Regions from separate parts of the Zea mays genome. Here region 1 is linked to region 2. The links are chromatin contacts, called in public Hi-C maps. All regions are on one chromosome and are shown on one strand. Each heading gives the region's core, a stretch centred on a gene start, on an enhancer-like site or on the middle of the called end of the contact. The rest is flanking DNA. Distances are from core to core; before and after follow the strand shown.

Region 1 (5,541 bases), core at 789-3,288, 120 kb after region 2:
CATGCAGGTGCGCGCAATCACTCGGCAAGTTCATTATCTGTATCTTCATCATATCGCCCAAGAGCGCTTCACCCATCATGTAGACATTACACATAATCAGAGTAAAGAATAAGCGGAAAGGATTACAATACAATAATTTACATTCATATAAAATATAGAGAGAGTATTTATTACATAACGGGTGTTCAAGTGCAGCACTTAATATTACATAACTAGGAGGCAAAACATCCTCTCGTCAACAAGTTTACTGATTTTCCTTGTGCTTTGGCACCACCTTTGAGCAGAAACAACAAAACTCGGTTGTTTCATCACCTACAACAACATGGGTTCGAAGACCCTGAGTATGGACTGTACTTTCGCAAGTCTTACCCGACAAAGGAAAAAGACTTCTCAAGGATATGCTGGCTTGTGGGATTCAAGGTAAAGCTGATCAAGAATCAAAGACTCTGTTTGTAGAAAAGCTTACTAACAGTGGATCCTTAAAAATCCAGTTTTATTATCAGGTTAAGTCATTACCTGTATCTAGAGTTCTTTCTATCCTAGTTCAGGCACTTAGCCTACACTAGCCATCTTTTATCACCCCTTAAGTTTACTGGATTGCTACGTGTAAGTCAGTGACCAAGTCTTCATGTCCGAGAAGTAACGGCGATCCGAATCGATTAATACCCAGCTGGGGATCTCCAGCCACACGACATATGTAGCACTTAACCCTTGTATATGTCAACTTACCATCAGGTTTCTCAAGACCAGAACGGGTTCACGCCACTCGAGAGCACAGATACACCACAGTCCAGCCTCTTGCCACGGAGGGTACACGCTACTCTCACCATCTCTCCACTTCCATTGCGTGGTGGCCTTTCAGGTATTGGTCTGACCGAGGCAAAGCTTACCCATGACGAGGCATGTGGCCAGTTAAAAGGTCCTCGATCATCAAGCCTACATCGGTTTGGTCCTTAATCGACTCAGACAGAGACACTACACCGAGACTTCCTTCTCGTGCAAGTCACCCGCTCGGTCTCATCTTTATCATTTGCAACCCAAAGTTTGGTACCTGACAGAGGTACATCTTTTCATATGTTGAACCCATCATGGCCATGATGGATTCACCATCAAGTCTTTTCTTTGAAAACTTCCCATTCCATATGAAGCATCATCTTTTGATTAAAACAAAACATTTTGTTTTCTAAAGCAAAGCTAAGCATCAGAAAACTTTAAGTAAAACAGGTATCAAGGAATGGTAATCAGTTCCAAGGATGGAAATGCAGCAATTGTTTAGCACACAACTCCTATCATCACCTAATGCATCATCTCAAGTGATAAAGAGTTTAAAACATCAAGGAAAGGGGTAAATGCACTGGGGCTTGCCTTGTGTTGCAGGAGGTTCTGGGTCTGTCCCACAGAAGTCAAAATAGAAGTTGTTCTCAACTGGGGGATCCTCAGCTTGTGGGACAACTTCTTCTTTGACTACAGCTTCTTCTTCGTTTTCTATACATATACATGAATGCTTATGTGATGCTATGAATATGCAGGTATGTAATAGAAACATACTAGGTTGTATCTTGAATACAACTTTCCTTCACGGTACACACTAGTGACTAGGGTTTCCTGAGTTAGTATTCTATCAGTACTAGGCAATTAAACCCTAGGAGGCTAGCTTATTGGGTTTGAGACCAAACAATGTCCAAATCACTTCAAACTCCACCCAAGGGCTTTAATCATCAAACTAAGCTTACCCAAAAAGTTGTATTATTTTTGGAGCTACCAAATTAATTCTAAAATTCTAAAAGACTGGATTTATGCATATTTAAATTCTAAATAAATCCAGGTTTGGACTAAAAATCTTGGAACTATTTTTATTAAATACTAGATGAATTTAGGAGTTTAGAAAAATTGGTCCTATAATTTTACCATTTTTTTAAAATTTCCTACAATTTTCCATGTCTGGCAGAAAAAGGAAAAAGGAAAATTATGAATAGTACCGAGCTGATTCTGGCCCAAACCGAGCCACAACCAGGAAAAGTGCGCCCGCGCGCGCGCCTTTGTTGGCAATTTTGCGTAGGACCCTCGGTGATTTGAAAAACCGGTAAAGAGCCTGTGACATTGTTTCTCTGTCTCGCTGACATTTGTGGATAAAACCTAGAGTTTCTGTTCCTTCTCCAACTCAATCCCCGGCGACGGCGCGCTCACCCGCCGGCCATCTCTCACGAGAAATCGCCCCAAATGGTGATGCCTGATGAAACCGAGCACTCGATAGAAATCCCCGAACCCAGGCGAGCCTAGGCAATGCTCTAATCGAGCTCATCCGGCCCTGGATTCTCCTATCTACGACGACGACAAAAACCGAGGGCGGGCCAAGCCGTTCCCGACGATGAGGCGCGGTAGCGTTCGAATTCTAAGTATGGGGAGCATCGTCACACCGAAAGGAAGCTAGAACAGATCGTAATTGGGCTAGAACTACCTTCGGCGACACTGACCACGGAAGAGCTCTCCTCGGCGACCAGTTTGGCTGATTTGGGGCAAAACCAAAATTCGCGGTCCACAGTGGCTAATCGGAGGCGAGAGTTGGTGTTCGGGTTTCGTAATAAGCTAACGAAGCTGGTTGTGCACTTAATTTATAGTATCCGTAAGCGGTGGCTCCAAATTTGGAAAAAAGAAGTTGGTGGCCGGAGAGGGGGAGTGAGTCACCGACGCGAAACTACTGTGACGTTCACCGGGGCAATGTCTCAGGCGATAGACGAGCTATCCACGACGGTCCACTGTGACGTGGTAACACTCCCGAATACGTGGCGTCTAGGCGGTAAGCGGCGAACTCTGGCGATGGTCATCTCGACCAGTCACGGGGCAAGTGGGTATGGCGGCCAGCTCACAGCCCCATCCGCGGTCAAGATCTTTCACCCGCCACGGTTATCCACTTCACACCGGCACGAATCACGGCGGCCGGCGTGAATCGCGACGCCAGCTCACCGGCGGTGACAGATTCACTGAATCAGTGATCTGGTTCAGTTACTGTACCATCAGAATCACATTCAGCTTGTTCTGACAGAGCAAGTTTAGGAGCTCTTTTCACAAACTTTTATGTACTAACCTACTAATTTGTTTGTAGCAAAGTTGATCCCCTACATACTAGCTTTGATTTTGTTATAGCAACCTCGATCAAACATCCACTGGATCTTATTCAAAATTGCTCTCAAAGTTTGTCCCAGTTCACTGTCAGTCGAAATTTCAGCTTCAGGGTGACTGACAGCCTAATTTTAGGTCCATTTATCTCCCATTTTCATACAGCACCAATGCTCAGTCACTTAATCAAACTTGTACCCCTATGCTACCTCTACAAACTTGTTGTAGTGACCTAGGGCAAAATCTTCATGGATTAAGAAACACAAGGTTCCAAAGTCAACTTAAACACACTAATTTCAGAGTTAGCCATATGGGTGTCCTTGTGACTTTTTCACAAATTAGTCCAATTTGTTCCACATTACATGAAAATCCTCTAATGTAAAAGTTGTTTAGTTTTTGATACTTTACCACTTTGATATATGCATTTTGGTCCAAAAGTGTATAGAAATTGAAATCATCCCATAGGGCATAAATTAGGGTTTTCTAGGGTTCCTCTTAGGGTTTTGAGTGCTCTAGGTTTTTTGTGCCACTCAAATCCATAAATTTTAGTTTCTTATGAGCATAACTTTTAAGGTAATACTCAATTTGGCCTCACATACACCCAAGTACCCTACTCTAGGGTTAACAAGCACTTCAAGACACCACATCACACTTGTTTTGAAGTTTTAGCCTAGTGGATGCATTCTAGGTGTAACAAACATAATGACATGTCAATGCATATGATGTCATGCTCAAATTTTAGTTCTGGTCACACCAGGGGTGTTACATGATTTGTCTTCGTTTTGGCCCGAGTTCTGGTTGTTTTGAACATGTCTGGGATGAAACCTCCCTCTTAAGCCTCTTGCTACCTCTGCATATTTCTGTGCCTCTTGTATGAATTGACAAAAATCATTGTCTGCTCTGATGTACTCATCCATCTTTTGCAACAACTTCTCTAGAGAGTTAGGAGGTTTCTTGGCAAAGTATTATGCTGCTGGATCTGGATGAAGCCCTTGATCATTGCTTCAATGACAATGTCATTTGGCACACTTCGAGGTATTCATCTTGCTCTTAGGAACATTGAAATAGGGCTTGAGAGGTTATGGGCTTAGTTTGAAAGCCTCGAAAGCTTATCAGGAGAAGGTCCTTGAGTTTATGCCATGACGAGATAGATCCTGGTCGAAGAGAAGAGTACCATGTTTGTGCTACATTTTTTTACTGTCATGATGAAGGACTTTGCCATAATTGCTAAGTTACCACCATATGAGGATTTGGTATCTTCGCAACTCATAACAAACTCTTCATATCTATTAAGCCATCATACATTGGAAGCTGAGGTGGCCTATATAGTGGTGGCTATGGTGTAGCTTTGTAACACCCTGAATTTGGGGGTATAAATTTCTATGCTCCTATCCAAAAATTCAGGTGTTACTCCTCTTCTCTCTCCTCTATTAACCCATTTCTTTTCCCTTAAGAAAGAGAGTCACTGTTTTAGTTAGAGATGTATCTATTTTCTAGTAGACAAAACCCTGAGTAGGAAATGTTGCTGTTCGGGGCCTTCCTCTTCCGAAGGTCCTCAAAAACACGACTAACCATTTGTTTCTAGCATAATGTTGATTATTACAAGAGCTTCGTCACAAACAAAGATTCATGATGGGAGTCTTCTCCACCACCGAAGGTCTTCAATACGAAGACATAGCCCGAAAATGACAACAATGAACGTCGAAGCTATAGCCGAAGAGTAACAGCTTCAGCTTAAAGCGGTGTCGAAGATCAAACATGATGCTGAACCAAAGAGCAAAAGACTAGCTAGTCCCTAATGATTTATGTTATAGTTATGAACAACTGTTAAGGTCATAAATGTACTTTAACCCGGGCTACGTCCCGTGCCTATAAATAGGTGAACAGTACCACCGTACTGTTCACGCTAGACTGTAATCGCTCTCGCGTCAACACCTTTGAACAAGCCGAAGGTATCAATGTAATATAAATTCTATTAATTATCATATGTTTATCATGAATCAAATATATGGATGAATGGCATATATATTATCTCTATGAACTCTCATTCTTGCTAATGATGAAGATATGTCCTTCATAACCATCGTCTGAAGATCATTATATCCGAACGGAGATAATGCTTCAAATGACGAAGATCACTAATGTTTAACAATTGTGTTGCCTTGTTCTTGATTCACAGCATTTGAGAACAAGTGACCAACATTGGTGCCCACCTCCAGTGAACTCAAACGACCACTTTTGGCAACAGCTCGAGCAACCACCTTCGTCATGCCGCCGAAGAAGGCAATAGTGCCAGGGGCTGCCCTTGCACCACTGGACATCAACCAAGAGGGGCTCCCTCTGGGAGAAGCCCGAAACCAGAAAAGGAAGGCGCCCAACACCACAAAAGAAGAGCTAGTCTAAGAGATCAGAGACCTAGAGACC
Region 2 (5,157 bases), core at 565-3,064:
CAGCACACCGCGTGACGTGGCACCACCCTCGCCTCCAGCGGTGCAGCCATCTCACACGACAGCCTCAGCACTTCGGATAGGTCGACGCCGCCGCCGCGTGGCTCGTCGGACGGCGGCAGCCATTTGAACTCGTACAGCAGGGTGGCGACCCAGAATCCGACGGTAGCCACCGCGAGTGACTTGCCGGGGCAGCTCCGCCTGCCGGACCCGAAAGGCGCGAGCCGGAGATCCGAACCCATTATCGGGACGTCCTCGGCGGCAGGGCCCATGAACCTCTCGGGCCTGAACTCCATTGGCTCAGGCCACAGGCTGGGGTCATGGGTTATGGCCCACATGTTCACCATGGCGGTGGTGCCCGCGGGCACAAGGTACCCGCCTACGTGCACGTCTGAGGTGGCGAGGCGCGCCCAGGAGAGCAGTGGGCCTGGCGGGTGCAGGCGTAGCACTTCCTTGATGACCGCCTGGAGGTAGGGCAGCGAGGCCGTGTCCGACTCCGTCACGGCCTGGCCCAGCCCGACCACCCGGTCCAGCTCCTCCTGGACCTTGCTCTGCACGTCCTGGTGCAGCACCAGACGGGCCAGCACCCACTCGATCAGGACTGCCACCGTGTCCGTGCCTCGGAAGATCATCTCCTGCGAGGTGTGCGATCACAAGTTAAAGGCGCGTTCGCCTTATCGGTCTTTCTTTCTTTTCTTTTCCCTGCTGATAGTTGAAGAGCGAGCAGGGTGGGTGCAACGTGCATACGTACCCACAGAACGGCGATCATGTCGGCGTCGGAGAGCTTGTCGTCGCCCTGGAGGGAGAGCAGGACGTCCGTGAAGTCCATGACGGCGGTGTCGACGCCGCGGCCGAGGCGGGCACGGTGCTCGCCGATGATGTTGCCAACGAAGCGGTTCACCCGCGGGACGAGCGCGCAGCACCTGGCCCGGGTCTTCTGCAGGTCGAAGCGGGCGAGCCACGGGAGGTGGTCGGACCAGTTGAGCTGCCCAAGCAGGTCGTAGCCTTCGTCTACCAGGGCCTTGAGCTCCTCGGCCTCCCGGCTGTCCGCCATCAGGTCGTACCTGCGGCCGAACACCGACCACATGACGTTGTGCAGCGACGCGCGCTTCAGGAACCGGCGCGCCACGACGACGGGGGCGTGGGCCGCGGCGGTCGTCGTGGCGTCCACCATCTGGCGCGCGATGGCCGCGCGCTGCGCCGCGGAGGCCGCGATCTGGCGCGGCGAGAAGAGGTGCGCGGACGCGACGCGCCGGAGCGCGCGCCAGTAGGCGCCGTGCGGGGCAAAGCCGATGGCGCGGTGGAACAGGAGCCCGTACGCGGACTCCTTGACGGGGCGGTCGGCGAAGGCGGCGCTGGCGAGCAGCTCCCGCGCGACGTCGGGGTCGGCGGTGACCACCACCCGGGTCTCGCCAAGCGAGAACGCCATGAGGCGGCGCCTGCTGGCCTGTCTCTCGGCCGCCGCCGAGAGCTTGCGGTGCGCCAGGCCGGTCATCAGGCCCATGCTGCCGACCACCGGCAGGCCCCGGGGTCCCGGGATGGCGGCACGGACGATGCCCAGCCCGGCCCGCCTGGTCCACCAGTACCACCCCCAGGCGGGGCCGCCCGGGGACGCCCAGTGCAGGAGCGACGTGACTACGCAGGCCGCGACGAAGACCGCGGCGAAGCCGAGCAGGCGCTGAGGGTCGCCGCATTTGGCGGCCAGGGAAAGGTACAGCAGCCAGCCGCAGTCCTCTGTTGGCGGCGCCATGGCTAACTAACCTTTTTTTTTGTGTGTGTGTCGATTGGATGCACTACTACTACTACTCCCGATTCGGGACACAGGAAAGGAGGTGGTCGTTTCCTTCTCGTGTGGAAGTGGGAAGACCGGAGGCCGCCTTGTTCAAGTCTTCGGAGGACTGGAAATGGCGGCCCCTTGAATTTATAGCTGCGGCAGAGCGCAGACGTTGACGCGGTGTGTGCTTATAGCTGCTAAAAGTAGTTAACTGACCATAAACACACAAACAGGGGAGGATTTCTTTTAAGGCAAGGCAATAATGGCGGGAGCAAGCTACTATACTAATGTTTTAAGACCACTCTTAGGGCCAGTTTGAAAACAACTTTTTACCGCGGGATTTTTATTTTCCCAGGAGAATTTAGTTCATTTTCCCTTAGAAAATATGAATCCCTTGGTAAAATATAGTTCTCAAGCTAGCCCTTAATATAAAATAAACTATAAAAAAATATATATTGATCAAAGAGATATGATATTTTTTATATATTCGAAGAGAGTTTTACAAGATATAGATATGCTGGAAACTAGATAGGGAACCCTCACTAAATACGGGCTAGCAACAGTGGCACTAGACTGACGACGACGACGACGTGAAACACGTCGACGATATTTCTACCGGGCCACAGTGGTGCTTGGGGTGGTGCGATGGCCATCTAGCAAGGGGTGCACAACATGTAGGATGGCACAGAGAGACGCGTGGAGCCTGCGAGCTCTGGCAGGGCCTAAGTCGGTGTCGCCCGCACATGACCGTCGTGCCTTTAGCGTGGTTCTTCTGTTGGTAAAGAAAGTAGGTAGACGACGAAGGGCCAGGAGCACCTGATCCTGTTGTACCCGTGCACACGGGTATATGCAGTTGAATACCTACCCACACAAATACATATACCATATTTCTTAAATTTAAACTTGATTGTAGATAGTTTAGCTGTATGTACGTACGTATGTACGTACGTACGTATGTATGTATGTATGTATGTATGTATGTATGTATGTATGTATGTATGTATGTATGTATGTATGCTGGTCCGGGTGGTTCGGTAAGAGCTCACAGTATTTATTCACAAGAGCTCGTTTCATAGTAACTTGGTTAACTCGCACTAACATTTTTATAATCAAGTTTGTGGCTATTTAGTGTTTGATTTTACAGGATCACCTATTCACCCCCCTCTAGGTGCTCTCAATTGGTACCAGAGTCAAACTCTTCATCTAAGGGACTAACCGCCCGAAGAGATAGATCCTAAGGGTAAGGGGATGGTGGTCAACGACAAGGAGTCCCTCTTCAACGAACCAAGAGACGACAAGCCTACTGACTCAGGCTCGAGTCACAAGAAGAGGGATGGGAAGAAAAAGAGGCGCATCAAGAAGATCATATACTATGAAAGCGACGTTTTCTCTTCTTCACCAAGGGATGATGACGACGACGACGACTCATCCAAAAGAAAGACGGTTAATCAAAACTACTCTTTTGACTATTCTCGCATTCCTTATAATTCAAATGCGCATCTACTATCAATTCCCCTAGGAAAACCCCACACTTTGATGGAGAGGACTATTCTTTTTGGAGTCATAAAATGCGTAGTCATTTATTCTCCCTCTATCCTAGCATTTGGAAAATTGTTGAGAATGAGATGCATTTTGATAGTACTGATAATCCTGTGCTTATAAATGAACAAATTCATAAAAATGCCCAAGCTACTACTGTTTTGCTAGCATCTCTTTGCAGGGATGAGTACAATAAAGTGAGTGGCCTGGACAACTCTAAGCAAATCTAGGATACTCTCAAGATATCACATGAGGGTAATGACGCCACTATGATCACAAAGATGGAACTGGTGGAAGGCGAGCTGGGGAGGTTCGCGATGATCAGGGGAGAGGAGCCAACACAGACCTACAACAGGCTCAAAACCCTGGTCAACAAAATCCGAAGCTATGGAAGCACAAGATGGATGGATCATGACGTCGTCCGACTCATGCTGAGGTCATTTACAGTAATTGACCCTCATCTTGTGAATCTTATTCGTGAAAACCCCAGGTACACCAAGATGACGCCCGAGGAAATACTCGGAAAATACGTGAGCGGGCGTATGATGGTGAAAGAAGCTCGATACGTGGACGATGCATTGAACGGTCCACTGCCCGTCTATGAGCCACAGTCTGTTGCTCTCAAAGCAACTAGCAGCAGGGAGGCGCTACCAAGCAAGGTGGCACAAGTGGAGGTTGTCGGGCTCAATGAAGATGAGATGACACTCATCATTAAGCGCTTCAAGACCGTGCTAAAAGGACGTAAGGAGTACCCCAACAAAAACAAGTCAAGAAGAAAACGCTCCTACTTCAAATGCGGTAAGACTGGTCATTTTATAGCTCAATGCCCCGATAACGATAATGACCAGGCACAAGACAAGCACGTGAAGAGGGAGAAAAAGAAGAACTACATGAAGGCCAAGGGTGAGGCACACATCGGGAAGGAATGGGACTCCGACTGCTCCTCCTCTGACTCTAAGGATGAAGGACTAGCTGCCTCGGCCTTCAACAAGTCTTCGCTCTTCCCAAACGAACGCCATACATGTCTTATGGCTAAGGAGAAGAAAGCACACATTCGAGACACTCCAAAGTACTCTTCTTCTAGCGATGAGGAATCTTCCGATGATGAGGTAGATTACACTGATTTGTTTAAAGGATTAGATAGAGCTAAAGTAGAGAAAATTAATGAATTATTCGATGCTTTTAATGAAAAGGATAGACTGCTAGAAAAGCAAGAGGATATTTTATATGAGGAACATGACAAGTTTATTAGTGTTCAAAAATATCTTGCTTAAGAAATTAAGAAAAATGAAATACTGTCATCTGAGTTGTCTTCCTGTCATAAATCCAATTCTAGCTTAAAGAATTTAAATGATGAATTAAATGCTAAGCTAGAGAAAGTCAATGAAACTAGTTCATGTGTAGAGCATGTCATTATTTGCAATAGATGTAAAGACTTTGATATTGATGCCTGTGATGAACATGTTACTTCTATTGCTAAATTAAACAATGAGGTTGCAAGTCTTAATGCTCAACTTAAGACTTGCAAAGATGATTATGATAAATTAAAATTTGCTAGGGATGCCTACACCATTGGTAGACACCCCTCAATTAAGGATGGACTTGGTTTTCGAAAGGAAACCAAGAACTTAACAAGCCAAAGGACTTCTGACCTCAAAGGGAAAGGGAAGGCTCCTATGGCCAGTAGCTCACATTCCTCACATGATCAAAAGAAACATGCCTATCTTTATGCTCATGTTAAGAAAGTTTCTCATTATAATAGAAGTTATGATCATGCTGCTTTACCTATTTATAATGATCATCATGCTATGGTTGCTTCTAGCTCTACTTATGCTTATGGTAGAAAT

Evidence for each region. A called contact is a pair of places that touch in the nucleus more often than the background predicts.
Region 1: a contact with region 2 is called in a Hi-C map of leaf, with 4 times the contacts expected there. The contact joins the enhancer-like site here to the promoter of LOC100274430 in region 2. A contact is called at or near these places in 6 of 25 Hi-C or Micro-C datasets (bundle sheath, ear, leaf and 1 more).

What each region holds. Positions count from the first base shown.
Region 1 is chr4:222,714,158-222,719,698 of Zm-B73-REFERENCE-NAM-5.0, forward strand. No RefSeq gene overlaps it. Among protein-coding and RNA genes, the nearest start is that of LOC103655927, 83 kb to the right of the region's middle. Within about 2 kb of position 2,039, at least 12 of the 20 cell types and tissues checked have an H3K27ac peak or open chromatin away from gene starts, as enhancers often do. A contact at or near this core is called in bundle sheath, ear and leaf, where this site is marked.
Region 2 is chr4:222,597,797-222,602,953 of Zm-B73-REFERENCE-NAM-5.0, forward strand. It overlaps LOC100274430 (putative cytochrome P450 superfamily protein), which reads right to left and starts at 1,815. Exons shown (of 2, transcript NM_001148789.1): 1 at 749-1,815; 2 at 1-632. The coding sequence starts at 1,747.